2 separate regions of the Cricetulus griseus genome follow, and region 2 is linked to region 1. The links are chromatin contacts, called in public Hi-C maps. All regions are on one chromosome and are shown on one strand. The core of a region is the stretch at or near the end of the contact, and the rest is flanking DNA. Distances in the headings are between cores, read along the strand shown. Region 1 holds the start of Chrdl1 (chordin-like protein 1). Region 2 overlaps Chrdl1 (chordin-like protein 1).

What was found. A called contact is a pair of places that touch in the nucleus more often than the background predicts.
Region 2: a Hi-C map of the CHO-K1 cell line shows a contact between it and region 1, with 2.8 times the contacts expected there. The contact joins the enhancer-like site here to the promoter of Chrdl1 in region 1. A contact is called at or near these places in 3 of 8 Hi-C or Micro-C datasets (the CHK-Q cell line, the CHO-K1 cell line and fibroblasts).

What each region holds. Positions count from the first base shown.
Region 1 is chrX:37,164,001-37,169,939 of CriGri-PICRH-1.0, reverse strand. It overlaps Chrdl1 (chordin-like protein 1), which reads right to left and starts at 3,608. Exons shown (of 14, transcript XM_027433625.2): 1 at 3,477-3,608.
Region 2 is chrX:37,266,011-37,272,782 of CriGri-PICRH-1.0, reverse strand. The region is part of intron 6 of Chrdl1 (chordin-like protein 1); the gene reads right to left. Among named protein-coding and RNA genes, the nearest start is that of Chrdl1, 100 kb to the right of the region's middle. Within about 2 kb of position 4,917, at least 2 of the 6 cell types and tissues checked have open chromatin away from gene starts, as enhancers often do. A contact at or near this core is called in the CHO-K1 cell line and fibroblasts, where this site is marked.

The sequences.
Region 1 (5,939 bases), core at 2,359-4,858:
CCAGTACTTATGTCATTCTGGTAGCTAGTGTTGAGAACCACTGATCTGGTCAATTCAAACCAGCACATCAAATATTTATTTTGGTTTCAGATGGTCTCTAACTTATGATAGCTTGAGTAACAACACATTTTTAGCTTTGTTGAAGCACTATGCCCTAAGTGGAAACTACATTTAAAATTGTGAATTTTGATGCCACATAACCCCACTCTGGGCTACTAATAACATATTAGTATGATGATACCCTGATTCACTGAGCCACAACTCCCAATCAGCTGCATGATTAGAAGAGGGAAGCAACTGAAGCTATGTGTTCAAAAGCTTACATGAATTCAGTGTCTTTTAACATACACACACACACACACACACACACACACACACACACACACACACACACACACGACTTCTGTTGGGTCTATGAAGACATAATTCCATGGTACACAAGGGAGTATTGAAACCTTAAACAAGTCACTTTCTGACTTCTATTCCCTTCTGCAAAATGACCTTTTAAATGTCATTTCCAAACCTGAATTGTGTGGAACTGTGACCCATTAGTTTGGCCAAGCTCCAGATTACAAGGACTCAGTACAGAATTAAAAAAAGCCTTCAGTGCGTGGCCCTTCTCATTGTGCATGGCCCTTCTCAGGAGCCAAGATTCCTGTTCTGAAGCTTCACCTTCCTCTACCTTACCAAGTTATGGGCTTGGAATGTGAAGCATGAAGATGAATTCTCCTTTACTCTGGCAAAAGATGCAATTGTTATTAAAGCTGAATTCACCCCACCTGTAATTAAAGCATAACCTTGTCACTACATTTTACAGTTTCTTAAAGTAGTGATTTTTAAAGGGGAACTATGGACAAATGTAGTTCATTTTTCTTGTGTCATTTTTATTTAACGTTGGTTTCATTGAGCAAACCCTTGTTTGTAGATTGTAGAGAAGAGGAATCAGTTGTCTTTTATTGATCCCTCTAGAAACATAAACAGCTTTTAGCTCTTCTACCTATTTAATGCTTCTCTTGGCTCAGTGCTTCTTTGATTTTACAGCCTCATAGAAATCCTCAGTTTTATGGCTCCTCACACACACACTGTGTCTTCTAAATTCCTTCATTTCTTGTTTGATAATTCCCAAGACAAGGTTCTCATATGATAACTAAAACTATGCTAGAAATAGCATGGGATAAGGTGGGGAGTTAGCAGTTATGCAGTCCACACATTTATTAGTGGATAACCTAGATGTTCCTGATTGCTCGTGTCTACGGATAAAGTAGCTGCCAGATCATTTCATTTCATGCAGTGGAGACTTAATATATAATCTTGTGTAAAGAACTATGAATTGTTTATCTGTAATATTAGTCTGTTACTCCATGGCCTAAATTGATGTCTTGTAAAATAACAAAATCAACACAGGTTGTACTATGAAACCTTGAGGCTGTCCTCAGAATACCAAACTCCATCTTCATCCCAATTCCTCTTCCTCTCCCAATTCAACTCTTTGCCCTAGTTCTGAGTCTTCTATATAGTCTTAAGTTAAATGACAACAGCTAATTATGAGATAATAAAACAGGGTAAGGAAATATGTAATTTACTTCATAGTCAGGACGGTGAGGGTGGTTGCAATGCAAAAAGCAACCATATTCACTCATCACTCAAAGTCGTGATTGGGAATAATTGGTTTCCAGCAGGACACACTGTTTTTTGACCCTTTGCATTTTCCTGTGAGATTATCATCTCTCTCACAGCATGGATCAGAAATTTTGCAAATACCATATGTGACAGACAGACATGGTGCTGGAGAGGTACCTGAGAGTTCTACATCTGGATCTGCAGGCATCGGGAAGTGACTGAAACACTAGGCAGGCTTGAGCTTCTGAGACCTCAAAGCCTGCCCCCAACGAGACACTTCCTCCAACAAAGCCACACCTACTACAACAAGGCCACACCTCCTAATAGTGCCATTCTCTAAGAGCCTATGGGGGCATTTTCATTCAAGCCAGCACAGCCAGGAAGCATACTCTAATGACTTTCTCCTTTTTTCTGTTTTATTTTTTCTAGGTCCCCATCTGGTAAGATGGAGCCACCTAAATTCAGGATGGATTTTCTTCACTCAGTTAAATTCTCTCTCAAAATGATCTCACAGACATACCCACAGGCTTTTCTTACCAGTATCCTAGGTGATTCTAAATCTGATAAAGTTAATCATAAAGAAAATAAGAGCAGAAAAATGTAATTAGAAAGTATAAACATATACATATACCTGAAGTGAATAAAGAGGTGAAAAACTGAAGGAAGATAGAAGATAAGAAATTGAATATCAGTTTGGAAGATGTAAATAAGAGCAGAAAGACAAGAAGTTCCATTTACCAATGGCCCACTGTTTGCTAGATTGTGTGCTAATCATACTACAAGCATTATATCCTTTGATATCTCAAATTCATGAAATAGGTATTAAATGGTTGTCATTATAGATGAGGAAAATAAGGTGATGTTTATACAATTTGAGAGATTTCCTAAAGAGAGATTACTGCTGGAAAATGACTTCAGAAACTAGGGACTTCAGCACTGGCTGGCCCATCACAGCAAAAGCCAGGAGAAGGCAAGCAGAGGCTGGAGAGGGGGTAACCAGGTAAACTAATGTTGTCAGGGAATGATTCTTGGTGAGTTTGTGGCTCACTGAAGAGTGTCTACCTTGTCATCATGGTAGCCTAGCTGAGTTCTGCCCGATGGAGTTACAAGAAACTGTATTTTCAAGTAAAGCTTGACATTCAGAATTTTTAAAAAGAAATCTCCTGGTTGTTTAAAATTAACAGTTAAGTAAGAATAAATCTGCCAAAGAAAGCTGTGAACCAAATTTGCCTCACAAGTTACCAGTGTGTAAGCCATGGTTAAAGAGTGGTGTCCATGCTGAGTTAGTACAACGAAATGGAAGAAACCAGAACTACGTGATCAGAGACAAGAAAGACTATGAGATGGGAAAGTGAGTTTTTTTAAGTGAGAAAGGAACAAAAGATCAAATAATGGACAATAAAGAATAGAAGTGAGGAGGAGATGATAAGAATTCCAAGAGGTGAAAGGGGAAATCTAGTACAAAAAGAGAAAAATGATTTGAAGAAACAAGAAAGATGGATTCAGAAACATTGATGGAGGGAAGAAAAGAAAAAAGTGTCAGAACACGGATGAGAATGAAAGGCTGGCACGTAAAAGACGTTAACCCTACTGATCAATATTTGTGGGGCTCTAGGAGAGGCCGAGGTAGGCAGTGCAGGACATCACTAAGCTACCTAAGACAAAAATTCTCAACCTGTGAGTCTCAATCCCATTGGGAGGGGTCACATATCAGATATTTACATTACTATTCATAATCGTAGAAAATTTCCATTTATGAGGTAGCAAGGAAATAATTTTATTGTTGGGGTCACCACAACATGAGGAACTGTATTAAAGGTTCACAGCATAAGAAGGTTGAGAAATCACTGACCAACCTGCCTTGGAGAGCTGTCTTCCACTGAAAGGTGTTCTGCCTCTTCCTTCTCCTCCCCCTCCTCTTCCTCCTGCTCTACCTCCTCTTCCTCCTCCTCCTGCTCCTCCTCTTCCTGCTCTTCTTCCTCCTGCTCCTTCTCCTCCTCTTCCTCAACGTAAAGTGGTCATGGCGGCAGCAACAACAGCAGCAGTGGTAGCCCTGGGGTCATCTCTTGGTGAGGCCCTTCTGAGTAGTCTCCATTGCAGGTCATGTAGAGCCCTCTGCTGGTCAGGGCATTTGGGAGATTTTGTACTTCAGACAAGGGGGTGATGTACAGTCTGACACATACCCTTTACTGTCCTGAGACAGGTGTTGTGCAATAGAGTGATAGCCTTGTATGCTGCTAGCCTGCCTGGATTCAAAGAGGGGAGTTCAGTTTTGCACTAGGATATTCACATCCTGGAAAGGCTATCTCAACCCAATTCAGCGTCTTGCATCCCCCTTTTCTGCAAAAATTAGAAAGATGAGTAGACCGCATGAGAGGTTTCACGGACTCCATGGTTTGTTTCTGTTGTTGTTCCTGGACCCCCGAATTCTCCTCCCAGGGGTCTTTTAAAAAAATTAAGCATTCCCTGGACCTCAAGTTAAGAAAGGACTTTAACGACAACTCCTGCATTAAACTCTGTCCCTCCTATATCACTTCGCTCCCTTAATCCTCAAAATGTTAGGTTTTTTTTTTTTTTTGAGACATGGTTTCACTGTGTAGCCCCAGCTGTCCTGGAGTTTAGTATGTAGACCAGGCTGGCCTTGAACTCAGAAAGATCCACCTGCCTCTGTCTCCCAAGCTTGAGATAAAAGGCGTGTACGACCATGCCCCCATGCCCAGCTAAAATGCTAGTTTTTAATGACATCCAGGACTTTTCAAAGATCAAAACACATGGGAGCAATTTGGGGGTATTGAGACTTCCTACATACATATATTTTAAATCCAAACAGGCTATTCAATTTGTGATATATTTTCAATGCTTACATAGAACAAAATTATACTTTAACTACTTAAAATGACAAGGAATTAATTTATTTCTATCTGCTCAGAAAGTGTTAATGGGTGAAGTATTTTCCAACTATTGCACATGTTTGGAGTCATGTTTGGCAGCTGAATAATGCCATGGGTTTTCTTTATATAATAGAGGCTGTTTTACTAATTAAAGAATTAGCTGATGACCACGAATCACTAATCTATAGCCTATTTCTAATTGAAATGTTCCAATACAGATGGCAATGTTCTACAATATAATTGTGGTAGTCACAAGATGGTTGCCAAGTTTATCAACAAATAATTCACAGTTCAGGAAAGGTAGTGGGCTTACTGATGAGTTGAAAATTTAAAGTAATATGATGAATAGCTCCCTGCTGTTGTTTTATTTTACATTAAAAATTCATTTGGTGAGAGAGCTTCAGAGGATACAGCAAAAGCCCCAATGACTAGGATGCCCAGGCCGCAAAAACTGCTTCTGTGTCCCCATTCCTTTCCTGTCTCTATGCCTTTGGGGGAATTTTTAGATTTTAGTGGGTTCAAGCACATCTTCGCCTAAAAAGGGAGTGATGTGTTTTGGAGACTCAGTGCCCATTAAATGACATCATGATGCAGCCACTTACTCTTGAGGCACACTCTGGATCTTTTTCAAGTAACCTAAACCTGAATTGAGGGTGGCAGAGTGAGGGCAGGGAGATGTTCCTTAGAATGGTCTTTCTTTAAATTATGAAAAATTTCAAACAAAGCACTGTGATTTCAATTTGTTCATGGGTTCCTCATGTCAGGAGTTCAGAAGAGACAGTGGAAAGAGTTCCTTCTGCCCCATGGTGTTGAGCTTTGGCTAGGAATACTTGAAGGCTGGTGGTTACGATGGTTGGGTGGGGGATGGCTGGGATTGCCTGAAGCCTTATTCAGTCACATGTCAAGTGCTTTGGCTAAGAGAATCCAAAATCTCAAAGTGTCAAACCAAATGCCTACATATAGCCTTTCTACAGGACCAAGTTAATGAACTGCACTGCTTTGGAGCAGTCAAATGGCTTACATGATGCCCAGAGTTCCAAGCATGAGTATTCCAGCAAGCAAAGAGCAAACAGAAAGTAGTGGATGTTTTGTTGTTGTTGGTTTGGTTTGGTTTGGTTTGGTTTTTGCTTATTTGTTTGTTTGTGATCCAGCCTTAGAACTCACCTGCCAACATCCCAAGGATTACAAGCTTGCCTTTCTAGATTTAACAAGCATGGTAGGGGAGGTGCAGAGACTCACCTAGTCATCCATAGGAAAGTTTATTTAAAAAATGGAACATGTTTTAAAAACACTGACATGCAAAAATACAGAGAAAAATATAAAACTAGCCAAAGCATTCATGATCAATAATTCATACTCTAACACTCTTGCTAGATTTACTTCAGATCATTTTTTAATGCAAATACAATGTCACTTTTCAAGAAAGGG
Region 2 (6,772 bases), core at 3,668-6,167, 100 kb before region 1:
ACCGCCATGGAACAGTGTCTTCTCTTTGGGAAACAGAGATGTCAAAGGTAAAAACAACCAAACAACTAACCGAACAAACAAACAAAAAGATTAATGAAAATTTCCACTTTAAAAGTGGGAGTTATATTTGGGAGCAAGATGCTCTTGTGCTGCCCCATATCCTCATGCCAACATGAAGTTAGTGGAAGGCGAGGTTACTGCGGGGGTCAGATCTTAATTAAGCAAACAAACTGTGTGGCTACCACTTGATTTGCCCAGCTAGAAAGGCAATACGGTTTGGTCTTTGTTTTACATCAGTAATTCTTAAAAGGAGAGCAAGAAGAAGAGTTATCTGGTCAGAATGAATTCAAATTCCCCAATCATATTATGCTTGATTGAAAATCACTACAAATAGTGACTCGCTGTTATGAGTGCAACACATGCAAATAGTGGAGGAAAAGAAAAGAGTTTGAAGTTTGAGATTCCAGCAATTATAACAATCACATCAGTGCTCACAATTAATCTTTACAAATTAATGATGGTGATGGACAGGCTCTGTGTTTGTGACTTCAATTTGATATTCATTAGCTTTGTTGTCCACCCATTCAGGTAGGTAGTGTTGTTATCTCTTGCTGAGATAAAACCAGGAATTGGTCAACTCCGAAATGAAAGCAAGGTCTGTGAGTCTAAGTTCTATGAACTTTTGAGACAGAGGTTGTATTATCTAAAAGTAAAATCAGGATAAAATAACATAGCCACTCAAATGATTTTCAAAAGTTCTTTTCAGCGTCTCCTCTGGAAAGAAAACTGCTATCTTTCACAGGTAGACACATGGGAGGTCTGCAAATCATAGTGGTCGGGACTGGAGATATAACAGTGCTTGCCTAGCATGAACAAGGCCCTGAGTTTGATCTCCAGCACTGCATAAACTGGACATTATGATACACACATGTAATCTTAACATTTGGAAAGTAAAGGAACAAGGATAAGAAGGTCAAGGTAATCACTATTTTCATCTAAATAGTGAGTTTTTCTAATATATATTTATACATACATATATATATATATATGTGTGTGTGTGTGTGTATGTATGTGCTAATCACCAATCTTCTACCATCCAGAACCTTTGGCTCTAACTCCCATTTCTTGGAGACATGGTAAAAGGCACTGAATTCCAGAGTAGGCTCCCAGCTTCATCCCTACCTACAGAGATACTGAAAATTATGGCTACTGAGGGAGGGAGAATCAGTTTTCTTCAGGAATGTGGCCAATTGTGGGTCTCCTATGCTCAGGTAGATGGTCCCACACATTTGCACAAGCAGGCAATACTAATTGGATTCAGTGGGTTATTACAAATAAACAATGGATATGAAGTTGGGAGAGTGACATTTTTAGGTGTCCCTGGTATAGTGAGAGGGAGGATTCGGGTTGATATGATGAAGATACATTGCATACATGTACGAAAATTGTGAAGGAATAAAAAGATATATATTCTAAAAAATGAAAATAATTTTCAAAAGAAAGCAAACATGCATCCCTTAGCACTAGAGATCAACTTCTATAAGATAACTCTGTTTCATGTTAAGGTTCAGCTTGGAAAGGTATTTCCTTCAGGGATTTGTGGCTATGGCTGGAAATAGCTTTGACTGCCATGAGTGGGGAAGGTGCTCTTCACATTTGGTAGGTAGAAGCTAGGGAAAGTGGTAAAGATTCTGTACTGGAAAAGGACTGGCCCAAACAATAGGGAGTTGTCTGTCCTCCGAATGGATGAGGAATCCTTGACTAAAATGAGCCATTTTTGTTTGTATCCAAACTTTAAATATTCAAAGTACAGAAGGAGAACTTTCTTATTATAACAGAGATAGACACCAAAGTACTAGACACTCTTAATGGCATGGGACACTTCCTTGAGTGTTTTTCACATACAATCTTCTAAAACTACATCATGTAAAACCAACTACCCAGGAAGTCACAGTGAACACAGAAAATCTTTTATATAAATGCCAGTCTTCAAACCTAACATTAGATGAAACAAGAAATTGCACCTATACTTTCTCCTTTCTGCAACAAATAGTATTTACCATGAAAAGTAATTAGACACAAAAATAGAAAACCAAAAAGTAACTGCCAAAAATTCTTACCAAGAGGATAACTGAAATTGTAGTTTGTGCTACTGGACTCTCAATTTCCTGGTAGCCAGGACAAAAAAGAGTAAGATTAGTCACACTGTCCCTGTTTTCATGGCTGCCTTTTACTTAAATAATTTATTTCATTATTTATTTTTGTATATATGCATGTATGCATTTCTATGTGGGTATGTTCACATGTATGCATAGTGGTCAGAGGAGAGCATCAGATCTCCTGGAGCAGGACTTATATAGAGTTGTGAGCTGCTTGACATGTGTGTCGGGAATCAATCTCAGGTCTTCTGGAAAAGTAGTCAGTTCTCTTAACCACTGAGCCATCTCTCTAGCCCCAACCCCTTATTTTATAAGAATGACTTTTGAGTGGTTCAATATTCAGAGTAAGTTTCCTGGGCTTGCTATCATTTCATCACTGAATGGCATCTTCACAGTTCTCTCCCTCCGACTCACATCTCAAGCTCCTGTGTCCATGAGAATGTAGGTGGCCTTAGGTATGGGTTCACAGTTCATATGAAGCACAGAGGCAAAAAATGTGAGATAAGACGAACTAAATTTGCCACATTTCTTTATCTACAAAAGCTTCCAAAGGCCAGAGTAGTTTCCGACATCACCAAGTAGTACCCTGAGTGCTAAACATTTCAATATTGACAGTACGTTGTTCAAGGCTTCAGTCTAAGACTCAGTCAGTGTGAACTCCTCCTATAAAGAACACCCCTTGTGCCAGACATCCCATGCTCTTCAAATTCATTTGGAGACCCAGTTACATACACTACATTTCATAGACTTCTTTCAAGTTAGGAGACTTGTGAATGCTGTCAATGAAACCTGGTGGAAAATGACCCAAGTGCCTTAGAAGACTGACCTATCAAATGCCCTGCATACTTTTCTTGCTGTTTTCTCCCAGACTGAGGGCCATATGCCAAAGATCCAGCCGAGGCCTTTGAGGTCTTAGAAAGGTGAGAGTACTAAAGAAAATGGCCCAGGATCTTTAGATAATCACAGGTATCAGAGTCAGAGCTCCACTGCTACCCTTGTACTTATAGTCATGGAGCATTTGAGATGGGTAGAACCATTAGCTTACCCTGCCCAGTTTGTATTTTCTCCTATAGTCTCCTCCTCCAAAGCTATCACTTTAGTTCAATAATGCAGCAATCACCATCACCTATGCTATCTTTTACTTTCTGTATCTCTTCCATCTTGACAACTGTTCTCCATAGCACTAAAAGCAAGAACTGCCCAAAGTCATTGTGCTTAGAATTCATTCTCTGATTCAAATTTCCACTAAAAGTAAATAAAAGTGAAATCAAAACCAGAGACATGGGAGGTCTAATTGTTCTCAGGCTTGCTGCCCAATGGCAATCAATGCTTGGATCCAATGGCATGTAGGACCTGGATCAGCGGCCTGACTTCATATTCATGGCTGGACTACACAAGATTTTAAGTATTGCTTAGTGTACCAATATTTGAACCCCTAAGATGCATTCTCAAGTGTTGATCTCAATGGCTATTATGAATGAGGAAAGCCAGGTAGGGTTTAGGCAAAAGAGACAATCAGGCCAATCAAAAAGGTAGGCAAGAAAAGATATCAAGAAGAATGCTAGGAAGTAGTTCTTGGAGCAGATGATGTTAGGGCCATTGAACAGCACTTCCTTGCCCAGGAATATGATAGCCTTGCATTTCCCTGTCCCTGAGAATCAGGTCCTGAGAATAGGTGACTTCCTCCCACCAGTGACACACAAGCAAAAGTCATTTGTTATTCCAAGGCAAAACCAAAAATTACTTAAGAATCACGGCACCAGTTACTAATTTTATTATGTTCCCCTCGCATACCACTGGGACTAAATCTTTGATGGGAAGACTCTGCCAGCCAGTGTCCATGGTAAGAATGACATATTAACCTGAGATGGACACCTTTAAGTGTTTTAAGTTCTGAAATTTCCATGTTGTTAATGCATCCTCTTTTAACCAATCCTAGTCTTCGCAATGTGTCTACCACCTTTGGAAAATGAACTTTGATAGTCAAAATGGGAAGAAACTATTCCTACAATGTCTGTCTCCTTCCCAAAAGGAGAATGAAAACTGCCCGATCTTCAAAATTGTCCTCAAAGGCATTCTAGCATGGGAAACTAGGTTTCACCTACCAGTTTAGGTTATTTTATGTCTAGAACAGAGGGGTGACCTAAATGGACCCAGCACTTGTCTTTGTAAATCAAGTTTTATTGGAAGGCAGCCACAGCCATCATTTGCATACCATCTATGGCAGCTTTCACACTGCAAAGGATGTGTTATAGCAAGAGGTGCCTGCAAATGCTAAAATATTTACAGGAAAAAGAAAATGCCAGCCCTGGCCTAGAAGAAGCCAAATGAAAACAGATCCATGGAGGATCTGGAAAACAAATTGAATATGCAGTGCTGCTCAAAGTAAAGAGGACATATTCTCGGTAGTTGTGTTGCCAAAAGAACACACAGACCAAGAGTTGGTATTGGTAAGATTTTTCTTTGTGTTTCAGGCATTTATGGAGAGAGGCAAGCAATGGAAGTCCTAATGCAAATGATTTCCAACAAGCACATTGTTCTGCTGTTTATATCCAGTTCCCAGTATCAGCATGGGGACAGAATCTGAACAAAGGATATACACAGTATCTGTCAGGATTAGTGAACCTGACAGTCCTCAGGATGACTCAGTGGAAAGATGCTTAAGCGCTTATTCAAAATGATTCACTGCCCAGAGAGTCCATGGTAAGTCAGACTCTTAGGCTAAACTGGGTGTTACAATTGTCCACATCCCTGAACTCAGCACAAGGCAAACAGGCAGGCCATTAGTGAGGAAACCGGCTATTGGAGGGTCTGTTGTGGGTCTCAGCCTGCTGGATCTAGGCTCTGCTGTGGCCACTGGCTGCCCTCCGGGGGTGGGGGTGGATATGGTGTGGCTGGAATGCTAGGAATCCTGGGCTGGCTTAGCAGGCACTCCAATTGGCTTGGTGTTCTACATGCTCAGAGACTTTCTCCAGTGTCCTTGGCATCCAATGCCTATACTTAGGCTTCAGAATTTTAGGACTGGGTGGGTCTCTGGAAGCCTTCTATCTCAGGACCAGATCACTTCTTCATTAGGTGGTACCAAAAAATGAGCAGACCATGCACCACAGATGGGGCACAAACTATTTGCCTCCTTGTTTGGGCCTGGCTCTTGGCAGGACTGCCTGGCTGCAACTTGACCTTTGGTGGCTGGTAACAGGTTTTGCTTCAATTCAGTCAGCGCCGAGTTACCATTGGTTGGCTCGGGGTTAAGGGCAAAGGACTGGGGTGGAAAACAGACAGGACAGGAATTATAAGAGGATACATCCACCTATACACTGAATTCTCCTCATTTTTAGCACTGGATTCCGGGCTTAGTTTGGACTCAGTACTTCATATCATTTTCTAAAGTGACCAGAAAGAAAAATTCCTCCAAATTTTACCCTGGACACATTAAATTCTAGGTTATTCTAGAAAGGTAAAGGAGAGAGGGAGTTTTGCCTTGTCCCTGATTACCAGAAAGAAACAATTAGTTCAGCAAATCAAGGTAATCCAGAATACAGAGGGTCTAGCCTTTGTGGCAGCCTGCCAGCCAGCTTCCCAACACTCTTTCATCTGAACACCTACATGGGCCATGGCCACATGCAAAGAGTACATGTCTCCCTGGCCTGAGACAGCGTGAGCTCTGGAAGACTCAAAGCACTGAAACACAACCAGTTTCCTGCAAAATACAACATAAAAGATGACAGGTTACATGATGGCCTTTGAGAATTAACTCACTCTACAAACCTTTGTCCAGAGTCTACTTTGTATCTTAGCACACAAGGAGGTAAAGACAGATTTGGCCTCCAACAGATCCAAATGCTAAGGGATGGATCTCAGTTGTGAGCTGTGAAGGCAATGGAGGCAAAGAGTGTATTCACTTTGAAAAACCTTGTCCGAAAGGGAGATGTGGTTGAAGCACAGCCCAGGAAACCAGCAGACTTGTGTACCAGGCTACTTGAATGTTCCTATACAGCACTGTGGCTTCAGGCAAGTTACAGTCTTTCTTAAATGATTGGATTGGTCAAGTGTGGAGAGGAGAGAGAGGGCTGAAGAAAACAACCCTCCAAGGTATGATTTTCTGTGTTCATAGAACATTCAGTACCTGCTTTTAAGATAGTGGTAAATGGATAGAAGGTATAAAAGTAAATTTAATGCAGGATAAAAGCAACCAATGAATAAGATAGAGTGGTGTCATGCAGGACAGCAGTCACTAGCCATTTATATCAGCTTACAGTTAAGCTAATTACCATTAAATACAATTTAAATGCAGTTTCTTAGCCTCACAGTTGTCTCATAGCATATCAAGTGTCCAATGGTCACATATATTTCTGGCTACTGTAATGGGATGTATCTACTATTGCACAGAGTTCCACTAGAAAGTGCCAGTGGAGACAGCATACCAAAGTTATCCATAGAACACAGAACTTCCCTTTTGTGCTTCCTGGGCCTAGGTGGTGGCTCAGCTGTGACCAGTACTGATTGTCTGAGATGGTGGTTGGATCTGTGTGTCTGGTCTCGATTATTGCCTTGTTCAGGGAGCTGAGCAGTTTCCACACTGTCCCCTTTGTCTCTGTTCTTTTGATCTTTCC